Regions from separate parts of the Mus musculus genome. Here all the other regions are linked to region 4. The links are chromatin contacts, called in public Hi-C and promoter capture Hi-C maps. All regions are on one chromosome and are shown on one strand. Each heading gives the region's core, a stretch centred on a gene start, on an enhancer-like site or on the middle of the called end of the contact. The rest is flanking DNA. Distances are from core to core; before and after follow the strand shown.

The links. Promoter capture Hi-C pulls out the DNA fragments that hold promoters and counts their contacts. Hi-C and Micro-C count contacts between places; a contact is called where the count stands out from the background.
Region 1: a contact with region 4 is called in a promoter capture Hi-C map of liver, with 2.0 times the contacts expected there. The contact joins the enhancer-like site here to the promoter of Pappa in region 4. A contact is called at or near these places in 3 of 39 promoter capture datasets (3T3-L1-derived adipocytes, cranial neural crest and liver), 4 of 484 Hi-C or Micro-C datasets (brown adipocytes, differentiating embryonic stem cells, embryonic stem cells and 1 more) and 6 of 115 datasets of contacts at active chromatin or transcription factors (cardiomyocytes, embryonic forebrain, embryonic limb bud and 2 more).
Region 2: a Hi-C map of olfactory sensory neurons shows a contact between it and region 4, with 4 times the contacts expected there. The contact joins the enhancer-like site here to the promoter of Pappa in region 4. A contact is called at or near these places in 8 of 39 promoter capture datasets (the 3T3-L1 cell line, 3T3-L1-derived adipocytes, cranial neural crest and 4 more), 3 of 484 Hi-C or Micro-C datasets (MC3T3-E1-derived osteoblasts, immediate neuronal precursor and olfactory sensory neurons), 1 of 115 datasets of contacts at active chromatin or transcription factors (fibro-adipogenic progenitors) and 2 of 9 other capture datasets (adipose tissue and embryonic stem cells).
Region 3: a contact with region 4 is called in a Hi-C map of uterus, with 3 times the contacts expected there. The contact joins the enhancer-like site here to the promoter of Pappa in region 4. A contact is called at or near these places in 2 of 39 promoter capture datasets (3T3-L1-derived adipocytes and embryonic stem cells), 5 of 484 Hi-C or Micro-C datasets (MC3T3-E1-derived osteoblasts, embryonic stem cells, nephron progenitors and 1 more) and 2 of 115 datasets of contacts at active chromatin or transcription factors (cardiomyocytes and embryonic forebrain).

The regions. Positions count from the first base shown.
Region 1 is chr4:65,295,881-65,298,580 of GRCm38.p6, reverse strand. It overlaps Pappa (pregnancy-associated plasma protein A), which reads right to left. Exons shown (of 22, transcript NM_021362.1): 13 at 1,122-1,335. Among named protein-coding and RNA genes, the nearest start is that of Pappa, 170 kb to the right of the region's middle. Within about 2 kb of position 1,315, at least 28 of the 459 cell types and tissues checked have an H3K27ac peak or open chromatin away from gene starts, as enhancers often do. A contact at or near this core is called in liver, where this site is marked.
Region 2 is chr4:65,346,334-65,349,062 of GRCm38.p6, reverse strand. The region is part of intron 21 of Pappa (pregnancy-associated plasma protein A); the gene reads right to left. Among named protein-coding and RNA genes, the nearest start is that of Pappa, 220 kb to the right of the region's middle. Within about 2 kb of position 1,367, at least 3 of the 459 cell types and tissues checked have an H3K27ac peak or open chromatin away from gene starts, as enhancers often do. A contact at or near this core is called in olfactory sensory neurons, where this site is marked.
Region 3 is chr4:65,277,438-65,280,160 of GRCm38.p6, reverse strand. The region is part of intron 10 of Pappa (pregnancy-associated plasma protein A); the gene reads right to left. Among named protein-coding and RNA genes, the nearest start is that of Pappa, 150 kb to the right of the region's middle. Within about 2 kb of position 1,395, at least 32 of the 459 cell types and tissues checked have an H3K27ac peak or open chromatin away from gene starts, as enhancers often do. A contact at or near this core is called in uterus, where this site is marked.
Region 4 is chr4:65,122,684-65,125,744 of GRCm38.p6, reverse strand. It overlaps Pappa (pregnancy-associated plasma protein A), which reads right to left and starts at 1,571. Exons shown (of 22, transcript NM_021362.1): 1 at 798-1,571. The coding sequence starts at 1,203.

The DNA.
Region 1 (2,700 bases), core at 66-2,565, 170 kb before region 4:
GGTGTACGGGGCAGGGCAGAATGGCTACATAGAGGGCTTCACTCTGCAGAGGCCACCAACACACCAACTCTCCCTCTGGTTCTTATTAAACAAACATGAGAGACACTAATCAACACTGGATCACTTCCCTTTATAGGGCCCCAGAACCCTAGATGGTGACACTAAGTTTGAATATGTTCTTTGCCCTAGATCATCTCTGAGGTTTCTCCACTTCTGCCTTTTAAGAGAAATAGACAGATTTCTTCACACAGAGGCATCACCATTGTGGGTGGAAGTTGACTGTTGATAAGAGTCCTCACAGATACATTAACTTTGCACAGTAAGTATCCTGCAAGGTCATTTTCACCTACAGTGTAGAGCTTGAGCCTCACAATTACACCTATGGGTAGATGTCATCATCTACATCTTCCTAAATAGGAAACTGAGACTCTAAAAAGTGAAGTGACTCATGCAAGGACATGCATCTGAGAATCAATAATGTGGAGATTCAACCCCAAGATTAGCATATTCCCCAAACTCATTCTTTCAAATAAGTACTGTCCTTTGACAGCAAGAGCTGAACAGCATTAACAGATACTAGATCAAAGGCACTAATTGATGTGATGAAGTAAAAACACAAACTCCTCCACTGCTGGGGAAATACCAGGCGCTAGGCCTGCAGAAGATAAGGGAGTTTCACTCATTAAAATACACAGTGAACTGGAATGAAGCTACTGGCAGTCACATCATCTGTAACTGAAGAGGATCATGTCACCTACTATGTCTACACCATCAAAATAGAATACTAAGAACCAAGAGTTAATATATCTGCCCTGTCATTTTTCAGATGGTCATGATGCAGCCGAGTGCAGAAAATTGCTATGTCTAGTTCACTTTGTATCCTACCATCAACTCAGTAGCTGCAGGACAGGTGGAAAGAGGGTTCCTTTATACTTTCTAGTAGTTCACTCCAACATTCAAAGATTTTTGGTCCTCTCGATCTTTAAGGACAAGCTGACCAGAAGTCAGAGAACGGAGACTGGAGAAACAGGTAGAATGTAAGAGCAGCAGCAGCGCCTGTTCAGACTCTCTGTCTCCACTTAGTACAAATGATCCAGGGTGAGGAGGCCCTGGTTGCTTACCTCTGCTCAGCAGGGCTGTAGGTCTCTCCTCTCTGGCAGCTGCTCAGGGTGACGGGGTCAAAGTTGTCGAAAGAGCGGAGGGCCACCCCCGAGATGGCGACCAGGGGCGAACTGAAGCTCACATGTACCGCCTGGCTGTGGTAGAAGGGCTGGCTGAGGTCATGGACCACAGGGATAATCAGGGGATTGTTTCTGCAGCTCAAGACATGGAGGCCTGTCAGAGGAGACAGAGGGCCGAGGGGCCAGGCTCATTACTCAAGGCCAGTCACGCCCTCCCCAACGGGCTCTTCCCGAAGCCCCAAGACCCTTTCATGTCACTCCACAAAAGCACCATTGGGCGGCCAGTGAGGATTTTGAGTTTGATTGAAAGTTTCTTTGTCTGCCTTTTTTCCGTGCTTCCAAATCTTTCCAATCCCCCTGCCTCCCTGGCCCCTAAGCTTTCCTTCACCTAATGCTCACAGTCTCTCCCTCCCCCAAATGGCCACCCTCATCTATGGCTCTCCCTCCCTCCCTCCCACGTTGCTACAGGGACTTGAAGGTTTGAGCCTTCGGTGTTCATGCTGCTTGCCTGGGCTCTCATAAAGATGGGAGAAATAATTTGTAAGAGCAAGCCTTTCCCAGAGTCAAAAGCTCACTGTTACGGCTAATCAGTAGACCTGTGAGCAACCCTGGGTGGGAAGGACCTCTGCCCAATCTTCAAGGATGGAAACTGGGGTCCATGAACAAGCACAGCATGGTTGCAGCACAAAAGACATGTAGAACCCAAATTTGTCTGAGATGAGAGTCCTTTCATGTTTTATTGTTCTTTTCTCGGGTTTAGGAAAGGACGGATGGTAGCAGAGAAAACGACACATGGATTCCACAGAGTAAGGAGTAGATTTGGCAGGTGGGATGGAGTCGGGCCAAAAACAGGCTTCAGTGTTTAGCTGCATGCTGGTGATGGAATTCTAGCAAGTTCCTAAACCTTCATCTCTACATTGTAAAAGTAATGTGGTTTTGAACATGTGCTGACAGATGGGAGAGCTCTCCTTATGGGTGGAGGAAGTCCTGGGCCCATCAGGTGTCCTTTATCTGCTTTACACTCTCAGTGACACTAAGCCTCTGCTCAGTAGTCTGGACAAAGAACAGGACGATCCGATGGGGAGAGACAGGGAGCCGGAGAAGCCTTAGATAACAACAATGGGATCCAAGGAGCTTTTGGGCAGCCTGACATTTCCACTGTCTGCTCCTCACCCTTTGCAGTGCCAGAATAACTATGAAAATATTTGCTTGTAAGTTCAGGAAACTTCCCAGGAATCTAGAGAAGTCCTAAGAGATTTTTCTTTCTCTTTCTTCAAGATATGTTTTCCCTTTGCCTTTAAAGCTACCAAATAAACAAACATGTAAACACAACAATAAAGTTCTTGCTTCTTTGGCTTATATTTGACCCTGAACTGACCCTTTGTCTGCTTGCTTCTGCAGTTTTGAAATGGGTTCTTCTACACAATGATGTGCAAACAGCTTTGAAGTGCCAGCTCCAGGACACACCCGGAATTCCAAACACTTGCAGAGAATAGGGTGTGGTTAGTGCCAAGTTTTA
Region 2 (2,729 bases), core at 118-2,617, 220 kb before region 4:
AACTGTCCTTCCACATGTCTTATCTCAAGTCTCATACCCCTATTCTTTGGTCTTAGGATATCAGAGCATATTATTTTTACACTCCTTCCACACAGAATTGCTTCTCACTTGTGCGTCTGCTCAGTCTGGAAAGAGGAGGGGCTAGTGCTGAAATTAATCTTAGCCAAGTGATGGCCTTTAGTAGAATCATCAGTAGATGCGCTCATGGATGCACAAGCAGATAACTAGCACACATCATGGACTTTCCTGATTTGTAGAGTAAGCATTGATGACCTATCATCCACTATGGCTGAAAATATTTCTCAGTAGGAAAAAACTGGAAAGCAAACCTTATCCAGAAAAAAAAAAAAAAAAAGGTAATGAATGTAGCTCATGTGTGTGTGTGTGTGTGTATGTGTGTGTGTGTGTGTGTGTGTGTGTGTGTGTGTTTCATTAAGTCTAGGGTCTTATACAGGCTAGGCAAGATTTCTCCCACTGGGTTACCCATACCTTTTGCCTAGAAACCAGAAACAAAGAATTTTACGAACAAACTCTGTCTTGCTTGGTTTTTTTTTTTTCCTACCCTCTTTAGTTTCATTAACTTCTCCAAAGTCATTGGCAGGCAGAGCTCTGGAAACAGATAATTCTCACTATAGTCTGCTTATAAATCTTCTAATCTCCATCCTAGCAAGGCCAACCTTGGAAGTTTTAACATTTCTTAAACAGGTACATCTGAACGTAAACATTAGGGAATGTAATTAGAACATGATAAATGTAGAGAAGGCTTGGGTTCTAAAGGGAATCCAACACCTTTTTGTGTCTATAGTGCTCTTTAAATGTAGGTATATTAATGAGATCATGGTAGAAGCTTTGAATTCAGTTATAGGCTCCAGCTGAGAGATGATAGCTTCATAAAGTTTCCACAATGTTCTGGTGAGAGTCAATGAAATCAGCTCCTCTCCAAACCAGCTCTTAGACCTTTGTTCCTTATGATGAACCTAGCCCTGAGCTACTCTCAACATGCATTATCTCATTCTTTGCTTCCCAGCAACCCTAATAAGGTAGCTATTCTTACTATCCCTGTCTTATACCTTAGAGGAAACTAAGATGCAAAGAAGTGAGTCACTAGCTGGCAGGTGGCCAGGAACATGCATCTGTGTTTATCATCATTTCTCAGTACCATGTCCATGTCCCCCAAAAAGCAAGAACAGGAGTCAAAACTCATCTCAATGAAAAAGATCCCTAGGACTAAGGACAAGAATCACAGTTCAATATAGTAAGAACTACAAGCCTGATTTCCAGTTTCTGAAACCCTATCTAGAGTCCATTCTTTGCTGCCTCTCTTGAAAACCTGCCACACACCATGGTGACCAGATAATATTTGAAGATGCCCAATAACCATGTAGCTATGTTGTCTCATGCCAGGCTCCATTAACAAGACTTGAATCAATGAGTCAAGGGAGGATTCTCTCTCTTTTCTTCTTGGCTAGAGGATGGTGCTCAGACCTGGGTTTTCTCCATCTGGGTCAGGTGCCCATTCATCCATGGGTGTGAATGGCTTAGACATGCAGCTTGGGCAAATGTACCACAAATCTCTGGCTGTGGCTCTTGTCTCAATCTGGGAGACAGTCAAGGGCTAGATTCTGACTCATACTCAACAGGGAGGTAGTGGGCAAAATATGATGTGTGTGTGTGTGTGTGTGTGTGTGTGTGTGTGTGTGTGTGTGTGTTAAGGAAACAAGAGGTATCCTTTGTTAACAGTCTGAGAGGTATCTTTCATTGACAGACTGAAAGATTTAATTCTGCTGCCCCATAGCAAGGTACTTACACTGTGGTACCTTGTGTTAGTCACTGTATTTCCCTCAATCTCAAGGACTGTACAGTGTACATATAAATAGTTAACAAGCCAAGTAGATAAAGACATGACACATACAAACAATATAGTTCTTGGGGGTGAGATGGGTACAGTGCCTGATACAACACAATGAATGGATAGAGTAGAGTGCTCAAGTGTGGGTAAATTATTCATGCTTGATAAAATGTCCATAGGTATAAGGAGGAAAGGTACTGGTAGAGATGGAAGGAGAACTTAGATTGGAGCTTTTGCCCTGTAATAGACTTAAGGTATGCTCTCAAACAAACCACTTCCTTTTCTGAGCTCCAGTTTCTCTTTCAATAAAAATGGAGGCAATAATAATCATATCAAGGGAATTTCTTCCCCTAAAGTATGAAATCCAGGAAATCAGCACAATGGATGCCACAAAATATGTGTTTATTAAATGATAGTGATAATGATCATAATGTTCCTGGGCATGGTGATGGTGATATTGGTTGTGTCAACAGTGGCATTGATAGTGACATGATGAAGATGACGGAGGTGATGGATGATATTGATAGCAGTGACAGCGAAAGTAACTTTTTGAGAGACCATAATTAGATTCCCTCACAGGAACAAATTATAAGTCCTTTCTGTGTCTGATCCACATGAACATGTCATGGCCAACCTTGAATGGGAGGGGGAGAGAAACACCTTTGGTATCTGTGATCATCAGCCACCTAATGGTTGGGATGCTCTGATTGGCTAGCTGCTTGTTTTCGTCTACTAACCCATTCAGTTTGGCATACCAGCCTTCTAAGGAATATTCTTGGCTCCTCTAAGCTGGTGCAATGCTTTGTAATCCTTGCTGAGCTTCCCCATTACCTTTGGAGAATGATCAGACACACTGGCTTAAGCTGTAAAACCCTCATCT
Region 3 (2,723 bases), core at 146-2,645, 150 kb before region 4:
TCCCTTTGATGCCTGCCTTAAAGAGATAGAGAGCAGGAGGAGGGGGAAGTTGCCTTTCTTTCAGTCTGATGATTTACTGTCTGGTGTGGGCAGACAGTCAACCAAAGAAGCTGGACAGGGAGAGGCTACCTGCACTGTTCTAAAGTTCTGGAACTAACAGCAGATCTAGAGGCCTCTGCCTAGGAGACAATTCTCAATGAGAACTTGGCTTTGGAAGTTCTCCAGCCTTGGGTCTCTGTTTGGGACTGATTAGCACCTCATTGTCCCCAGGGAAATGTTATGCATTTCACACTCCTGAGAGATCCAATGCCAGCAAGGCCTACTTCTCCACAAGAAGTGAACTGTTTGTGATGTGTGGTGCAAGCCCCTGATCGATCAAATGGCCACAAGGAAAAGGTGGGCTTTCCCAAAGAATTTCTTTAAGATAACTTTCTCTGCTCCTTGCTAACAAGGTTTACTGGTGGGTTAACTAAATCTCATAGATGAGCTATATCTCTGAACCATTATTATGGTTACATTGGGCCGTATCTGTTCATTCACTCACTCCTTTCTTATATATAAGCTTCAGATTTCTGATGGACAGAAATGGGCATCTCACTCTTCTAAGGCAAACGCTGCTATTGGAATCTAAGACCGCATGGGAACACACCAGAGCTTCTTTCATAACATTTACTGGCCAGCTTCTGTGTGTCAAGTTTAGTGTTCATGTTCCTGGGGACTCTGCCAACAACATATCTTCTTTGGTGCCTTGGGACTCGGAAGTGGGGGGAAAAAAAAGCATGCCAGGACCATGCCTGTCAGGAGCAGGTGGTAAAAGTCTGGATATGATTTCTGTTAGACTAAGACAATTTTCTATTCCAGGTCCATTCTACAGGGGAGGAAATCAAGTTTCACACAGTGTAAATGATGCTGATCAAAAAAGCTGGTGACAATAACGGAATGACAAGGTTATCACATCACTCTTCTCTCTTCCATTCTTCCCTTGAGCAGGGTAGATTTGTGGTCTGGTTTTCCAGCTAGGGAGAGTAAGCAATCACAACGGCAATGACAGCAATAATCAACACAATTCCAGTTCACAACTAAAGGCACATGAAATGTTAGTTCTCATGGATCCATATCACAGGGTGGATGTGCACGTCCCACTCTACAAAAGAAGAACCAGGCAATAGCCTAAAACTATTTTGGACATCGGCTTTTAGAACGCTAGGTAGGGGCTCAGGATTCTCCAGCTAGTAAATCCTCTAACAAGGGAGAGTGATTAGTGTCGGATGTGGTGGTGGGCTTTTGTGCAGCTGACAACTGCAGCCATGAAAAGCCAGTCCAGGCTCATTTCACAGAGGCCCTCACAGGCTGCCCCTGGCTCCTAATTATGCCATTCACCAGTCACCCAGGCCTGCCTCTGAACTCCTGACCCAGTACTGAAAGACTCAGGATCTCATTACTAATCTCTTAAACCACCTAGTTCTCCAAAATACATCCATTTAAGCTAGAGGCCAAGGCTTCCGCAGGGTGGGAGGTGGGGAGAGGGAAAGCCCAGCTCTGGAGCGTCTTGTGGCATGACCGTGATCTCTTACTGGAGCCCCTGTCCCAGTTCATAAAGCAGCTGGTATGGCTGGGTGACTCAGTACAAGGCAGGCCTTGCGAAGGGTAAGTGACTGGGCTATACTAGTGCATTTGGGCCCACCTGTTTCTAATTTCAGGGGTGCAGATGGGGGACAAGGCCTGTGTTTTCTTTAATTATTATTGTTGTTGTTGAAAAGGAAGGGAAAAAAAAGAGCAGAAACTGCTAACATCTGGAGACTGCTCTTCAGTTCATGTGCTCTCCCACAGTAGAGCACAGGATCTCCAGCAAGATGATTGGTAGGTGAGTCCAAGGCTCATGTGCCACTTTCAGGAGTAAGATGCCGGAAGAATAAGGACAGTAAGGTGAGGGACTCCCCTGTGTTCCTAGGAGAGAGGGGGAATGCTATGGGTCTCCAGATATCCCAGGTTTCTTTGGAAGAATCAGTTTTCCCTCTCTTGTGCTGAAAATAAAACCTTTCTCCTATATTTATTCTGTTTCATTAATTTACTTATTCAGCTAACACTTCCTTAGCTCTTATTACGCACTAATATCTTTATTCCCATGGTATATGTGAAAAAATAAACCCCAAAGGAAAATAACAATAGAGAATCCCCACACCTCTTTCTAATAAGTGACTCCTAAACCCATGGAAAGATTATAGTAAAGAATTAAGTGAGTTGGAATGTACAGAATAACAGGTTGGTTCTGGGTTCAAGGTTCATGTAGACTGAGGGATGGGGAGGGACAAGTAAGGGACTGAAACGAACTATGCCTGAAGCCAGATCTGAAGTGTAAATTTTCTGTGTCAAGTAGACTCTAGAGATAAAAAAGGTTTGAGAAGGAAAAAAAAACTGAGCCACAGATGAGCCATGACAAAACCAGTTTTCCAGATGTTGTCAGTTGCATAAGCATGAAGGAGAAAGGTCAAGAGGCTGTGCCTTATTCCGCATACAGCTCCCAACATAATATTTTTGAAAAAAGTTAATATTTCTGATCTGTCTTCTTTTATGTTCATATAAAAAGCAAATTTCAGAAATTCTACGTGATGATACATGACTGGTATATATTGCATAAATAGATAAAACATCAGTATATACTGATTGTATCAGAGCACATGGTCTCTGTTTACTTTAACCAGAATAGACACTAGACATTAGAA
Region 4 (3,061 bases), core at 322-2,821:
CCTCGCAAAGTGTCCGGTTTCACTATGGGCTTTGCTGTGGAGCAGCGAAGGGGAGAGAGGGAGGGTGAGGAGGGAGATCTTAAATCTAGTATGGGCTCATAAAAGTCCCCAAAGAGAAAAGCGCCCCATTTCTCAGCCGAGTCTGGGGTAGGCTGTCAGAGGTGCGCTAAGAAGGTCTGACCCAGCGGTGAATGACAGGCAACGGGCTTTAAAAGCAAGGACCCAGAGAGGCAGTGTGGGTGGCTATGGTGGTGGTGGTGGTTCCCAGAGGCAAGCTTCGGGCAGAGAGCAACTTTGGGGTAGTTATAGGACTTCTAAGTCTGGCAATCAAAACTACCTGCCCCATGCCTACTTTGAGGGTAGCCAGGCTACTGGAGAATTGCGTCTATGGAAAAGTAAAGAGAAATGAACCGTTTCCTACACTTCTTTCACACGCAACCCATCTGGGTCCTGTACCCTTTTCTCCCATACCCGGACAGAGTCTCTCTGTACATCCCCAGCACCACTTAAGTATTCTGGGTTCCCGGGGGATCAGCTATATCCCTAGCTCCTGGTCTTGGACCGGCGAGGAGCTCCCGAGTGCAGCTCCCCAGAGGCCGGGCAGCATCCTTTCTCAGCGCGCCCATTCCGCAGATGGGTTAAAGAGAGTCTCTCTTCCTTACTCCCTGTGCTGCTCCCGGGACGGCTCCCGCAGACCCACCCGCCACCTGCACCCCAGACATCCGCAAGAACCCAGGAGGGGCCTGCAGAGACCCGCAGGGTGGTCCGCCAGACAGGGGGGACCCCTTTCTCCTTACCTGTGATCACTGCTGGAGACTTCTGGCCACCCTCGGCTCGCAGCCACACTTGCAGTGTAAAGGCGTCGCGGGGTAGCTCCAGGTCGGCCCGGAGGCGCAGCTGCTCCCCTCGCCCGCTGAAATAGAGCGCCCGGCTAGGCGGGCTCGGCTCCTCGGCGCCCCTCGCCGCCCGCTGCTGCCGCCGCCGGGGGACGCGCACGGCTTCCCAGGCACCGCCCGGAGGCGGCGGCGGCGAGGCGCGGCGACCGCGGGCCGCCCGGGTGGCGCAGGTGGCCGGTCCAGCGGCGGGGCGCGGGGGGCGCACGGCCCGAGGGTCTCTTCGGACCCGGCGGGGGCGCTCGGCCAGCCCGCAGCCCAGCGCGGCGCTCAGCAGCCCCAGGCGCAGCACCCAACTCCAGAGCCGCATGTCCGACGGTCCCCCCCGCCCCCCCTGCGCCCCTGCACCGCCGCCCGGAGCTGCCAGCTTTAGCTCGCACTACTATTTGCCTCCTTTCTCGTGCGAGCCCCCCTTCCACTTGCTTTTTTCTTTTCTTTCTCGCTTTCCTCCTCAAGGTGTGTGCTCCACTCCCCCCACCTTTCAAAAATACAGTCCAACTCCTCCTGGTTGGCAATTAATTTCTCTCCCCGCTCCTTTATCTGCCTTATCCCCCCTTCTAACAGCTGGATGCCTTCCTCCTTGTTTTATTTCATTTTATTTTATATATTTCTAGCTCTTAAAAAAAATCTCCTCTAACACACTGGTCGGCTGAATTCCCTCCCTCCCCCCAAGATGCTCTCATTTATTTATTTTTTGCGTCCTTTATAACACAAGCCACAGCCCCCTTCTCCCCCCCGCCCCCTCCCCTCCCTCCTTCTTCACGAAATGAAAGGAAAGAGGGGGAAAAAATCCCTTAGAAGACGAGTAAACAAGCGTGTGCTAATCTGTTCGCCAGCACTCCACCTTCCCAATTGAATGAGTCCCTGTTCAAACTGCGGGGATCATGACCAATCAATCGGTTTGGAGAGGCCGATCCACCCAGCCTTCCTCTACTTTGCCGTTTGTCTCCTTTCCTTCGGTTCAGCTTCTCCACCCCCTCTTTCTTCTTCTACTTCTTCTGTTTTTAAGAAGACAATCTTAAAGTAACAATTTAATGAAATTCTGTACACACCCCCTTACGGTCCTCCCTGCTCTTCGCATTCCGACTCAAAACACACGTTCTGGTTTGTTTTGTTTTGCTTTGCTCCCTTTACCCCCGCCCCTTATTTTTATTTTTTATTTTGCCTCGTGGCGGGAGAGAAAAATCTGTCTTTCAGGGTCTCATTTGCCCTTTGCTGTTACATGTCTCTCTTTTCACAATACACAAAGCGTTGAAACTTGATTTTCAGATTCTTTTTCATCTTCTCTGCCTCCCTCCCTCTTTCTTTCATTCTCCCACTTTTCTTCTTGTTCTCTGTCCCCCTCCCTTCACCTCCCTCTCCCATTTTTCTCCTCCTTGCTCTCTCTGTCTCTTTTGCCTTTCTCCTTCTCCTCTCACCACATTTTCTTAAAGTTATACTGTAGTAAGTTGGTTCTCTCTTCCCTGAGACCCCAATGCTAACCTTCGCGCTTCAGCATACCAAAGTCAATTCCCAAATCCGTATAGATTGAACAGAGCATCAGAGAACTGTTTGCAGGGCATCTCCCTTGGAGATACAGTGGACCAGTGCTATGTCCCCCATCATTGCCCCTGAACAATCCTACATCATTCAGTTGACTGTTAGATATACTTTTTGTTGAATATAAATGGTAGGAAAATATGAATTTACCCAATTTCAGCTTAAAAACAATCCAAGTTCTCCTAATGTTGGCCAAGCACAGGTAAGCAGGTAACAGTCTGCTGCCCCTGTGGCTCTACGTTTTGAACTGAAATATATATATATATATATTCATTCCTTTCCCCCTCTTTATGGAACTCAAAAGCTCCCCCTTATGGCAAAACAGCTCTCTTTCCCTCGAGTGTTTAATAAGTCAAAATGGGTTAGCCATGGTGGTTTAAATTTATTAGTTCTTTGCTAGCCTGTCCAAATAGTATCTCTATAAAAAGATGTCATTCCAGGTAGAATTTATGGTGGAAAACTGAGGTGAAGTTGACGCTACTAATTATTGACTTGCTCTCCCGTGGTGTTCCTATCCTACGGGCTGTTCCAGATCCTTCCTCAGAGTTAGGATCTTTGCTACATGCTCCAGGGAGGAACAGAACCATCGGAGCATATTTGCTGGTAAACAGATAAAGATTTGTAAGATG